Linked DNA regions of Mus musculus: regions 1 and 3 are each linked to region 2. The links are chromatin contacts, called in public promoter capture Hi-C maps. All regions are on one chromosome and are shown on one strand. The core of a region is the stretch at or near the end of the contact, and the rest is flanking DNA. Distances in the headings are between cores, read along the strand shown.

What was found. Promoter capture Hi-C pulls out the DNA fragments that hold promoters and counts their contacts.
Region 1: a promoter capture Hi-C map of the HPC-7 cell line shows a contact between it and region 2, with 5 times the contacts expected there. The contact joins the enhancer-like site here to the promoter of Nme8 in region 2. A contact is called at or near these places in 8 of 39 promoter capture datasets (the C10 cell line, the HPC-7 cell line, embryonic stem cells and 5 more), 1 of 15 datasets of contacts at CTCF or cohesin (CD8 T cells), 8 of 484 Hi-C or Micro-C datasets (the BV-2 cell line, the HPC-7 cell line, bone marrow-derived macrophages and 3 more), 2 of 115 datasets of contacts at active chromatin or transcription factors (acute myeloid leukemia and bone marrow-derived macrophages) and 4 of 9 other capture datasets (adipose tissue, bone marrow-derived macrophages, embryonic stem cells and 1 more).
Region 3: a contact with region 2 is called in a promoter capture Hi-C map of the HPC-7 cell line, with 5 times the contacts expected there. The contact joins the enhancer-like site here to the promoter of Nme8 in region 2. A contact is called at or near these places in 9 of 39 promoter capture datasets (the 3T3-L1 cell line, the C10 cell line, the HPC-7 cell line and 6 more), 10 of 484 Hi-C or Micro-C datasets (Th1 cells, Th2 cells, bone marrow-derived macrophages and 7 more), 1 of 115 datasets of contacts at active chromatin or transcription factors (pancreatic cancer cells) and 4 of 9 other capture datasets (adipose tissue, embryonic stem cells, liver and 1 more).

The regions. Positions count from the first base shown.
Region 1 is chr13:19,852,378-19,856,336 of GRCm38.p6, forward strand. No RefSeq gene overlaps it. Among named protein-coding and RNA genes, the nearest start is that of Gpr141, 30 kb to the left of the region's middle. Within about 2 kb of position 1,859, at least 91 of the 459 cell types and tissues checked have an H3K27ac peak or open chromatin away from gene starts, as enhancers often do. A contact at or near this core is called in the BV-2 cell line, CD8 T cells, the HPC-7 cell line and 6 more, where this site is marked.
Region 2 is chr13:19,695,716-19,699,407 of GRCm38.p6, forward strand. Nme8 (NME/NM23 family member 8) reads right to left here and starts at 2,045. Exons shown (of 17, transcript NM_181591.3): 1 at 1,907-2,045; 2 at 1,289-1,331; 3 at 1,154-1,211; 4 at 872-978. The coding sequence starts at 1,321.
Region 3 is chr13:19,880,829-19,884,794 of GRCm38.p6, forward strand. No RefSeq gene overlaps it. Among named protein-coding and RNA genes, the nearest start is that of Gpr141, 59 kb to the left of the region's middle. Within about 2 kb of position 2,298, at least 17 of the 459 cell types and tissues checked have an H3K27ac peak or open chromatin away from gene starts, as enhancers often do. A contact at or near this core is called in the HPC-7 cell line, bone marrow-derived macrophages, granulocyte-monocyte progenitors and 1 more, where this site is marked.

The DNA of each region.
Region 1 (3,959 bases), core at 609-3,108, 160 kb after region 2:
TACACAGCAATGAAAAACAATGACTTTATGAAATTCACAGGCAAATGGGTGGAACTAGAAAATATTATCCTGAGTGAGGTAGCCCAGACACAAAAGAACACATGATATGTATTCACTAATAAGTGGATACTAACCAAAAGCTCACAATGCATATGATACAACCTACAGACCATATGGAGCATAAAAGAAAGGAAGATCAAGGTGTGGATGCTTCAGTCCTGCACTGAGAAGGGAACAGAATGGTTGTGGGAGATAGAAAGAGAAGGAGACAAGGGAGGGAGAAAGGAGGAGGAAATAAGAAGGGTGGCAGTATCAGAATCTGGAGGAGACATGAGAGAGGTACAGAGGGTCTGGACATCAGAAATTAGTTATAAGGGAGGATGAAGAACTGGGAGAGCCACTGGAGAGTCCCAGACACTAGAGAAACATGAGCCTCCCAGGAGACAATGGGATTGACTTTAGACATAATATTCAGAGAAGAAGGAGACAGAACGTGTAGAGACCACCTCCAGTAGATAGGCACCACCCTTGGTCGAGGGATGGAGCTACCCACCTACCTCAAAGTTTTTTTTAACCAAGAAATGTTCCTGTCCAAAGGAAGAACAAGAACAAAAAATGGAACAGAGACCGAAGGAAGGGCCAATTGGGGAACAGCCCCACCTGAGGATACATCATGTCTGCAGACACCAAACCCAACACTGTTGCTGTGGTTAAAAGTCCCTTTCGGAGAGGAACCAAGTGTGGCAGTTCCTGTGGAGGTCCGGCAAGCAACTGACCAATGCAGAGGCGGATGCTTGGAGCCAACCATCAGGCTGAACTCAAGGAACCTGGTCGGGAAGCTGGCAGAAGGCCTGGAGGAGCAGAGGGGGATTGGAAGAACAACATTGGCTGGCCTGACCACCCAGTTCTCTCAGAGACTAGACCACCAACCAAGGAGTGCACCTAACGGGATTTTTGGATCCAGATAACATATGTAGCAAAGGATGGCCTTGCCCGACAGCAATGAGAAGGGAGGCCATTGGTCCTAAGGAGGTTTGATGCCCCAGAGTAGAGGGATGCTGAAATGGTGCTGATTCCTATTGTCATTTTAGCCCCATTCCATCCTCACAGGATCAATTCAAAACCTTGCCTCTGTTTCCCCATTGTGTTTTGTTAGGAGGGTTGTGGAGTGGAGGCCTTGTAGAGGTGTGCTCTTTCTGAAAAGTGACTGTCATTTAGTTGAAGGTAGCTAGATCTTAGGTAGATTCAAAGAAAGTCTGTCTGTATCAATTTCTTAAATACACAAAGAATTTACATTCATGTTTTGGAAGTGAATATCTCCTTATGTAAGGCCAAGAAATAATTGTATGACAGATACAAACAAGTCCTGTTGATTTTGAAGATCTTCAGGAATCTCATTTGGGGCTGTTGAAGATAAAACTCTCCCCAAGCTTTCACACTGCAGCCAACACCACCAGGAAAAGCTTCTTCCACATAATGCACTGAGGTGGATCCCAGAAGAGCAGAAGTAACCACGGCAATATGGAGTTGTGCTCCCAAGGAGCCTGATTTACAGTGGAACTTAACAGGATGCTGAGAATTAAGAATGCCATTTAAAAGAAATTGGCAAAGAATTCTTCCATGATCTCTGTGGCCACACCTAAGTCATAAACAAGAGACTTGCCATTTTCCCAGATGCACAAGCCTCTAAACCAGAAATCCCAAATGTCCTGAGGATTATCACTCTATGGAGGATTTGTTTTGAATCCCCAACAGATGTATGAGAAGCAGCAGGGGAAGGCTGCCAGAAGGTTCTCTTTCCACTAGACTGTAAATTTGTCTAAAGATTAAGTCTTCCTAAAGACTCGTTAACAAGGACAGCTACAGCTACGGGGATTGACCACTTCCTGTTTTCTATCTCCTCTGCTATGTATTAGTGCCAGCCTAAACCAGTATGATTTGTTAGAAAGGAAATTTTCATTTTAATTACTTACCAAATACAGAAGAGTGTTTAAGCTTGCATTGCCTGCTTAGATTCTGTGACTCTAAGCATAATTTGCTTTACTGCCTATGATAATCTGCTAATCAGTGGTAAAAGATTCTATCTCTAATAGCAAAGAGACTGTATCTGCCCCGCAGCTAATGTGTTTCTTCCTTAAATCTAATTTTAAAGGGGGCTTAGTTCTCCCCACAGCATTTGTTGCTGTATACACTCATGAACATATCTCGACATAGCAGACATTAGTGCAGTTCACAGCATTCAGAGCTAGGTAAAACTAACTACACACAGAGAGAGACATACAAACACACACACAGAGACACACACACACACACACACACACACAGACACACACACACAGATACACAGACACACACACACCAGCCACCTGCCTGCCCTACTCTGCCTAGCACTGTCTATCCTTATGAGATACTAGCTAGCAGGGAAGGAGCCTCTCTGTGTGCTGTGAGCAATGTGTATGGTGGTTTAGCAACCGGATTCACTGGTTAAACTGACTAGTGGTTTGATGACTTGAGAGACATTACAGACACTGATATCAGAGATCTTAGTTCCGCAAGGCTAACATTCTCTTCAGGCTCAGAGCTATTAGGCAAACCTGAAAACAGCACCCATGCTCGTGTTAATGGGTTAAAGAATTCAGTTTTACTTTCCCCAAAACACATGGAAGTCTAAAAGTATTTGGGGGGAAAAAAGCAGGCTGTTGTTTGTAATAAAACTCTATGACAACTGGAGACAAACCACGTGGGGAAAGCAGGCACTGAGTCATCTCCAGCAGACGTGACTTGAGGACCGACCGTTAAGCATTTCCTCTTATGACTTAGTTCAGTTAGCCAAAGGCTTTTCATCCACTGACCAAAAAAACTTCTCTGCCGAGGTCTGAAAGGCGACACTAATCTATGTATGGGTAAAGAGATATAAATTTACAGAGCAGTTTGAGACTTTGTTTATTTAGCACAATAATAACAATAAGTTCTCTGAGGCCCATGAGTTTGTCAAGACCAGTGCCAAGGATGAAATAACTCCCTCTTGAGTTGTTGGTCAGAGATGTCCCAGAGACACCCCAAAACAATACAGGTTGTTGCTATTGATCTTGGTTGCTCACCAGAATTTGGTGGTAAAGTCCAGTTTCTAAAACCACCATACACATTGGTCACAGGACATGGAGAACTTCATCTTTGTTTGTTAGCTCTCAGAGTAATGAAACGTGCTATGCAGAGTTCTTCGGGGTGGAGGGCCAACAGTCTTACCCAGCCATGGACGCTGTGAAATGTAACCGTCACTGCTCTGTCAAGATATGTCCATGAGAGTAACGGTGGCACAGATGCTGTGGGGAGAACCAACGCCTTTTTTATGAGATTGAAGGAAGAAATGCATGCTTGGTCCTACAAATCTGATCTGATTGTCAAAAAGAAAATCACTATTAGCATTTTGTCTAGCTCTGCCCCACAGTTGCCTGGAAATAGCCAGGTGTGCCTGAATCGCTATAAAAGAGTCTGCTTGTCCCCTCTGCTCTCTTTTCCTCTTGCCTTCTTCCTCCAGTTCTGTCCTCTGGACCCTTCTCCTCTCTCTCCATGTGCTCATGGCTGGCCTCCACTCCTCTGCTCTCTCTTTCTGTCTTTCTCTGTCTCTACTATCCTCTCAGCTCCCCTCCACATACCCTGAATAAACTCTAGTTTATGCTATACCATCTGTGGCTGGTCCCTCATGGGAAGGAATGCCTCAGCATGGGCCTGCAGAGGCACACCCTTCCCCCACACCTGACTGCACATCCACCAAAACATATCCCTTCTCTCAATCTTTTTTTTTAAGATTTATTTATTTATTTATTCATTTATTTATTTATTTATTATATGTAAGTACACTGTAGCTGTCTTCAGACACACCAGAAGAAGGCGTCAGATCTCATTATGGGTGGTTGTGAGCCACCATGTGGTTACTGGGATTTGAACTCATGACCTTC
Region 2 (3,692 bases), core at 795-3,294:
AATTGTCTCAAACAGTAGATTCCACAATAATTTAATTTAGTAGCATCAGTTTTATAATTTTTAAAATTTGTGTGTATAAGAAGCCAAGAAAGGAGAGAGAGAGACTGACAAACCCATAGACCGACAGACAGACCGACAGACAGAGAAAAGGAAAGACTCTTTCTTGGCTTCCTTCAGTTGAGTCCCAGGGACCAAACTTACATCATCATGCCTGCCAGCAAGTGCCTTTGTCCACTGAACTAGCCCAACAGCCCTCAATTTTCAAATTTAAATTAATTAAAATTGAAAATGCATTTCTACAGTGGCTCTGGATAGCTCTCAAGTGTTCTGTTTGTGCATAAAGCCATATTGGACAGAAAGATTCTAACCAAATGTTAACTGGATATAGACTGAACTATAAATTATATCTGGCTATAGATTGAATAATCAGTACAACTGAGTCAAGTGCATTTGACGGTGAGATTTAATCCCTTGTCACTTTTGATAACTAACAGCTAAAAGAGAAATTACTTACTTTGAAACATGTGTGCATAGATAGGTGCCCAGGGTTCTACTCTGTGTCACCCAGGAAACAGTCCCTGATAATCTTAACTCAGGGACACATATTGACCATGCCATGTGACAATGTCAACAGATGTCCATTACTATACTTTTCTGAGGTTTCAGTCATGATGAGTTATCTCAGCATCCTGGGAATTTGATGAAACTCATACTAATTCTCAAACCTAGTAGAACTAAGCAAATAGTTAAGACTATGGAGCCAACATTGTTTAGAGTAGAGACTGGCAGGTTCCTTAAACTAATAAAATACTTGAAGTACAAGGAGATCTTTAAACACAGCAAACACATTGAACAAAACCAAAAACCTTACAACGACGAAGTGAAGAATCTCATCTTCGTTCAGTTCATTTTTTAGTTTTCTGAATAAACTTTGCACGGCTTTGCAAGGTCCACACCAGGCTTGGTAAACATCAATCACTGGGAAATAGTAACATTTGTCAAAAGGCAGAGTCAAAGAATCTGGAGGCTGTCGCATTCCCATCCCAGGTGAAGGACCCAGGGAGGAAGGCAGGAAGGCAGCTTTGAAACAGGGAGTTGAATTCTGCAAGGTATGGAAACAAACCTGAACACTGACAGCAGAGAGCCCCCGTACCTGTTAAGCCTTTGTTCAGCAACATCTCATCCCACAAGTTCTGACTATTGACGACTGACTGCAAAAAGCAAAATATGGTAAGAGGTGGCAAGTGTCATTGCACCAGAAGAAGACCTGCTGGCACGATAGACCCACCTGTAGCTGGACTTCACGCTTTTTGCTTGCCATTTGTCGACTTCTGCATGGAATAGGAAAAGAAATACAAACTGTGGAATTTGAGCAATCTTCTCTTTGTATACCCAAACCACATCTTAAAGTACTGTCCAATTCCCTTTAGAAAATACTGGCCTGCTCAGACTAGCCTCTAGAGAAGAGTCAGCGTCACAGGCAAACTACTGCTGGGCAGGGATTCTTTCAACAAACCAAAGCAATGCCAGAATGTTGCAGGCTTTTTTTTTTTTTTTTTTTTGAAGTCATACTGTGTGTGTGTTAATAATGTGGTGGTTTCCTATGCCTTTAGCAGAACATGTTAATTGGTAAACATACCTTTTAGATATGCTCACTCCAGTATTATTGAGTTTTTAGGAGAAAATCACTACTGTTCTCTGGAGCAGAACACAAATATTCCATGGGTGATAACATCAAGGATGCATAGAAAAAAAATAGCTCCTAAGACTGCATCCCAACAAAGTTGCTATACACCATAATGAAATGGGCCCTTTCTGTTAGACTGGGACCTTTATAGATAATTTAAATGGTCTCCCTTGCTGGGGTCTATGGCCCTTGATAGAATGAATTCCTGAAATTCAGTACCTGGACCGCTGGGTCAGGCCCGGGCTGAAGGTGGCAGGGCTCCTGCTGTGCCTTCTTCCCCAGCAGGTCCAGTCAAAGGGAGGGATGAGGTATGCCTAGCATCACCCCCTGGAAGATGAAGGGCAAGGACGCCAACGTTCAGCCCTCGAGGCCCGGCCGGCCCTTCCCTCCCTGTGGTGGAGGCTCGAGGATCCTGCTCACAGCAGGTAGAACTGGACACCAAGCCCAAGCAAGAGCAGTAGGCGCCTAAAATTCCTCCCCGACTCCTGCTGTATTGCTCTGGAAAGAAAGTTTCTACTTCCTCAAGATCCCTCCCTCTGCTGCCTCCTACCAAGTTGCAGTCTCTAAGACTGTACAGGGTCGCCACCCCTCCCCCATCAACATACCCAAGTCCACCTCAGCATTTCAAGTTCCCAGGGATTCTCTCCCAGAGAGCGGACCTGGAAGTCTCTCTCCTAGGCTTTGGATCCTGTGTGATCAGCCACGCCTTACAATAAACATACAAATCCCTCAAATTGGAGTAGAAACAGTCCTTCCTCCCTGCTGAGATGACGGTCCACCTTTGTTAATCTACTCTGATGCTCTCCGTCTTTCTCCAGTTCCAAGTTTGGCCTTGTATCTCTCTCTCTCTCTCTCTCTCTCTCTCTCTCTCTCTCTCTCTCTCTCTCTCTCTCTCTCTCTCCCTCCCTCTCTCCCTCCCTCCCTCCCTCCCTCCCTCCCTCCCTCCCTCCCTCCCTCCCTCCCTCTCTCTCCTCTCTCTCTCTCTCTCTCTCTCTCTCTCTCTCTCTCTCTCTCTCTCCCTCTCTCTCTCTCTCTCTCTCTCTCTCTCTCTCTCTCTCTCTCTCTCTCTCTCTCTCTCTCTCTGTTGTTTCCTCTTGAGATAAAACCTGAGCATGATGTCAAAGGATAGAAAAAGTGCCATGGAGCGCAGAGCTCAGCCGAGCGCTGTCCACATAAGCATCGAGCCTAGGCTGGATCTTGGTGTAATAAAAATCAGATTATCAATTATTGTGCCAACTGGAGTGAGTCTTCTGACAAAACTTTCACAGACGTTCATGGACCCCTCGTTCCTAAAACACTAAAACGGCCAGAGCTTTGAGAATTTTGTTTGCTATTGCTATTTAACTCATTCAACAAAATCGCAATCTTTCCGTCCTAGTGTATTCTTCCTGAAGTCTGTATATGAATTTTTCACATTGGCATATTTATAAAAACATTTTGTTTCTTGTCTCTTCTAGTTAACTATCACACTTAGAAACATTTAATTGCAGATTCACAGAATGTCCACAAGGTGGCAGTATGCACTTCTGAAGCAGTCCAGGAGGAAATCTCTCAAAATCCCTGACCACATGTTGCCTGAAGTACACTGAAGATCACCGGGCAACCTGGGACAAGATACAGAAGAGCTCTGGGTTCCTTCACTCGGGCTTTGCATTGATTATCCTGTTGCTGATCTCTGTAATAACACGTTACCAGTTGGAGGATGAAAGGCATTCTATCAGTTCACTTACCCAGTGATGCTGAGCCCCAGGGTCCCAGGATTTTTTTAGTTTGCTTGCTTGCTGGAGAGTCTCAGTATGTATCTCACATTAGCCTCTCTGCAGTACAGTCTTTTTGTATCATTTCAACCTTCAAAATATGCAATATACCACACACTCCATGTTTAAATATGTTATTGTATATACTGATTTATTTAGAAATGCTTTCTTCTACTGGATTCAACGGCTCTTACCTCACCAGTCTGCTGGGCACTACATATTATTTAGGCAGGAATCGCCAAACACAC
Region 3 (3,966 bases), core at 1,048-3,547, 190 kb after region 2:
GTGGCACACCCCTGTGAGAGTCGGGGGTGCAGTGTGTGAGACACACCCCTGTGAGAGTCGGGGGTGCAGTGTGTGTGGCACACCCCTGTGAGAGTCGGGGGTGCAGTGTGTGCGACACACCCCTGTGAGAGTCTGGGGTGCAGTGTGTGCGACACACCCCTGTGAGAGTCTGGGGAATGTAGGAGAGCTTTGAAAAAGCAGAATCTGGATAGAATTAGCTCCCTCATGCAAACACCTGCACACACAATCAATAACATGACGACAAAGGCTGGATGCTCACCCCACACGGGCTGGGCAAACAAGAGCACTGATGCTCCTGGCCATGACTAGGCTAAAGAGAGCTGTCACAGTGGAAAGAGCAGGACCAATCCCCTGAACTGAGCTCCACCAACCAAAACAGACAGGTGAAACAGCTAAGGACATTTATATATTCCTTATTTCTATGTGGTTTAGTAAAAATAGCACAATCGCTTCTCGGCCTTTTGGCTAAGATCAAGTGTAAGAATAGCACAAGCACTGTCCCAGGTCATTGGAATGCCTACAGGGTACTTACAAATCTTCCGGATGGATTTAAAGAAAACATATATGTGCACATGATACATGAAAATATAAAACATAACACACACACACACACAACAGTATTATAGTTTGAATCTTGAATGTTCCCCAAGAGGCCTAGTAGCTGAAGGTTTATTCAGTCTTATTATTGGGTGATGGTAGAACTTTTAAGAGGTGGTACTTAACCTGTGAAAGTTAGGCTGTTGGAGGGGATACTGGGACTCTGACTCTTTCTCTCTGCTTTTTCCTGACACTAAGCGTACAGGTTTATTCTCCAATGAACATGAACTTCCACCATGACACACTGTGACAACGGATAAAAGCAAACAATAGTCCTACCTGCTGTAATACCTACAAACCACAGCAATAGCCAGAATGACCAGATATCCCAAAAGGTTCAGTAGAGTCATTATAGCCTAGGGAGTATGCAATAGCTATCTGTTCCAACAGGAAGAAGTGTAGGATTCACAGTGTAAATCCAGCCCAATACCCATGGCTAGTAAGGCCAGGGGCCCTAGATAGGTTCTAACTATAGAACTATTATTAGCCCTAAACCAGTATACTTCCTAACTTCCTTCTAAATGCTTCTCCATATACCCACAGCTAAGCGTAGCTCTTTCCTGTCATCAAGAAGCTTCTTTGTGAAGCAGGAAGAGACCATTACAAAAAAAACCACAACTTGTCAAAATCCAGGGATCAGCTGGCCATGGAGCGTCCGATATCGGTTAATGTACTACAGCCCCTCTAAACTAAGGCTCAGGGACGTCTTAGAAGAAGGGGTAGAAAAATAGTAAGAGCCACAGAACCAGGATGTCTTCTGTGAGATTGTGCCTTCCATGAGTGATAGGGAAGCTGCACCCAAGGGATTAATGATAATAGGAAGTGACCTGCAGACATGGAGGATGTAAATCTCACGAGAACCCACCTCTAGATGAAGAACTACAAACAAGCAGGGGCTACTACAAACGGCAGAATCAGTTTTGTCCAATGCTAAGCCCTAGGAGAGGTTAATCCCAAGTGCTCAACTCTAAACATATATATACACCTGCACAATACTAAATGAACTCAACATGTTGTATGTATGAATTTGTATGTATGTGTACATATGTAACAAGAATTACAGAATAAGAAATCATGAATTTGTGGAGTAAGAGGCCATGGGAAGTGTTGAGGAGGAGAGATTTTTATATATGAAAATCTCAAAAGAAACCACATATAGTATACTAACATAATGTGTGTGTATGTATTATGTATATATATATGTATATATTGTGTAAAGTGTAAAATGTATAAAGCATATATTTTTCTGTTTATATAAAACACTTAACACATTATTTATGCACTCAGTCACTCAGTGCCTAATAAATGCTGATTAAGGTTTTCTTTGCTCTGTTTTCTGCTTCTCAACTTGATTTTTCCCTCAAATACTCTGAATCCCTTTTTCTATTTTGCATTTAAAGCACATATCCATGGGTTAAAGAAATCGTATGGCGCCTGCTACTTGAATAGGCAGGCAGCAATGCCTCTATCAGCCCGGCACCCTTCCACTTCGGAAGGTAAGCAAATGGAGTGGGCAGCTTCTAAGGTTCATTGCCTCACCTTGGAGACTCAGACACACAGGCAAACAATCTAGAGGGGTGCAACAGTTCCCTTGTCTCCTGCAGCCTTATCGCCTGAGCAGCCCGCAGCACTTCCTTGTCCTGAGGCTGCTTAATATCAGCTGTGGTGTTGCCCAATGTTTGGGCCAGATTCCTTCCCCAGATGATAAGCCCATTATTTGCTCTAGCAATATGTGAAGCTGTGTGTCACTGAACCAAGGCCAACCCTCCTTTGCCTAGGAGTTTGTAGTGGTGCTTTCTCACCTCCAAAGCTTTGGAATAACTGCTACAGCCCTGTATAATCAATGCTAAAATATCAACAGGATGATAGTAAAGACTAAATTAGTAAAGCAAGAAGCCTGTGGGCAAAGACCAGATGTCCTTGTAACGTTTCGCCAGCAAAACACACTCGGACAACCAGATCCTTCTACGGCAAAGCTTTATTGCTTACTTCTCAGGAAGACCCCCAACCCGGAAAATGGAGCTGTTTAAATACCCCTCTGTGTGACGTGTCAGCTCCTGATTAGCTGCTCACCCATCACCCCACTATTACACCCCGGGATGGGCAGTGACTTGGCACTAATTTACTCCAGCACCTGCGCACATTGCTTGTTTACTAGTTAGGCACTGTAGAAGCCAGCGCCATCTTGTAATGTCGATTGTGCACGGCTTCCCACAACCAGACTGGAAAGCACTTCAACAAGAATGAAAAACACAGGCAGAACAAAGGACCTGTTTCGTCCACCTACCCATGCCTGGAAATCCTAGGGGGTGGTTGGAGTTGAGTATCTCCAATGGCTCTCAGACATTACACAGCTCTACCCTTCTGATCTCAGCCACAACTCGGGGTCACTGGGTTCCCTTGTCATACAGTTCCCCCAAAAGAAACGTGCTATTATTTTAAAGCATGTGTTGTAGGTTGCACTTGTGTGTGTGTGTGTGTGTGTGTGTGTGTGTGTGTGTGTGTGTGTGTGTACTTGACAAATATCCATCTTTTTCACAACCCATCCTTTCAGGCTGCTCAAGCAGTATGTGATTTCTCCAATGTGTCACCTTACTTTGAATGCCGTGCCTGACACACAGTACATGACATGCATTTGTTGAATAGTATGATTTCAGTAGTGACCCTGCAAAATGAATCATTTAGATAAATATTCCTAACCTCAACTAGAATCATGCTGAGAATGTGCCAGCACAGCAGGGCTTTGCTGGAGCCGTGTGTAAAGTAGCCAAGGCCTTTGGAAAAGCCTAGATTGTCAGACTGGATCCTGGTCAATCCATGTCTCTTACAGCCCATTTTGTATTCTATACCTGTGCTAACATGCATCCAAATCCCAGGAAAACACAAATTATTCTCTGCTCAATGACTGCAGTCTTCTTTTTTTAGACAATCAGCACACAGCTAAAAAGCATGCCAGACTCTGTAGCTGCTCTCCGATGTTGCAGGCATCTTATATCTGCCACTTTCAGAAAGGAAAGGCCCTGTATCTACTTATGCCTATCCCCTAAAGCATCTGCCAGTCTAGCACGTAGCAAGCCGTTCTCTGACTAGTTATTAGCACTTGTCAAAATTTTGCATGCATGACAGACATGGGCGACTTAGAATTTATAAGGATGTATTTTTGTATTTATGTGATTACGAAAAGAAACTAAAGTCAAATCCTGAACAGTGAAAAGCAGAACTCTCAGTGCTACACTAGAAAGTGATGAAACCCAAGGGTTTTTTTGTAGGACTGTGGAGCTGCCTCAGTGGGTGAAATGCTTTCCAGGCAAGCATTACAAACCAAGTTTGAATTCCTGGAAGGCATGA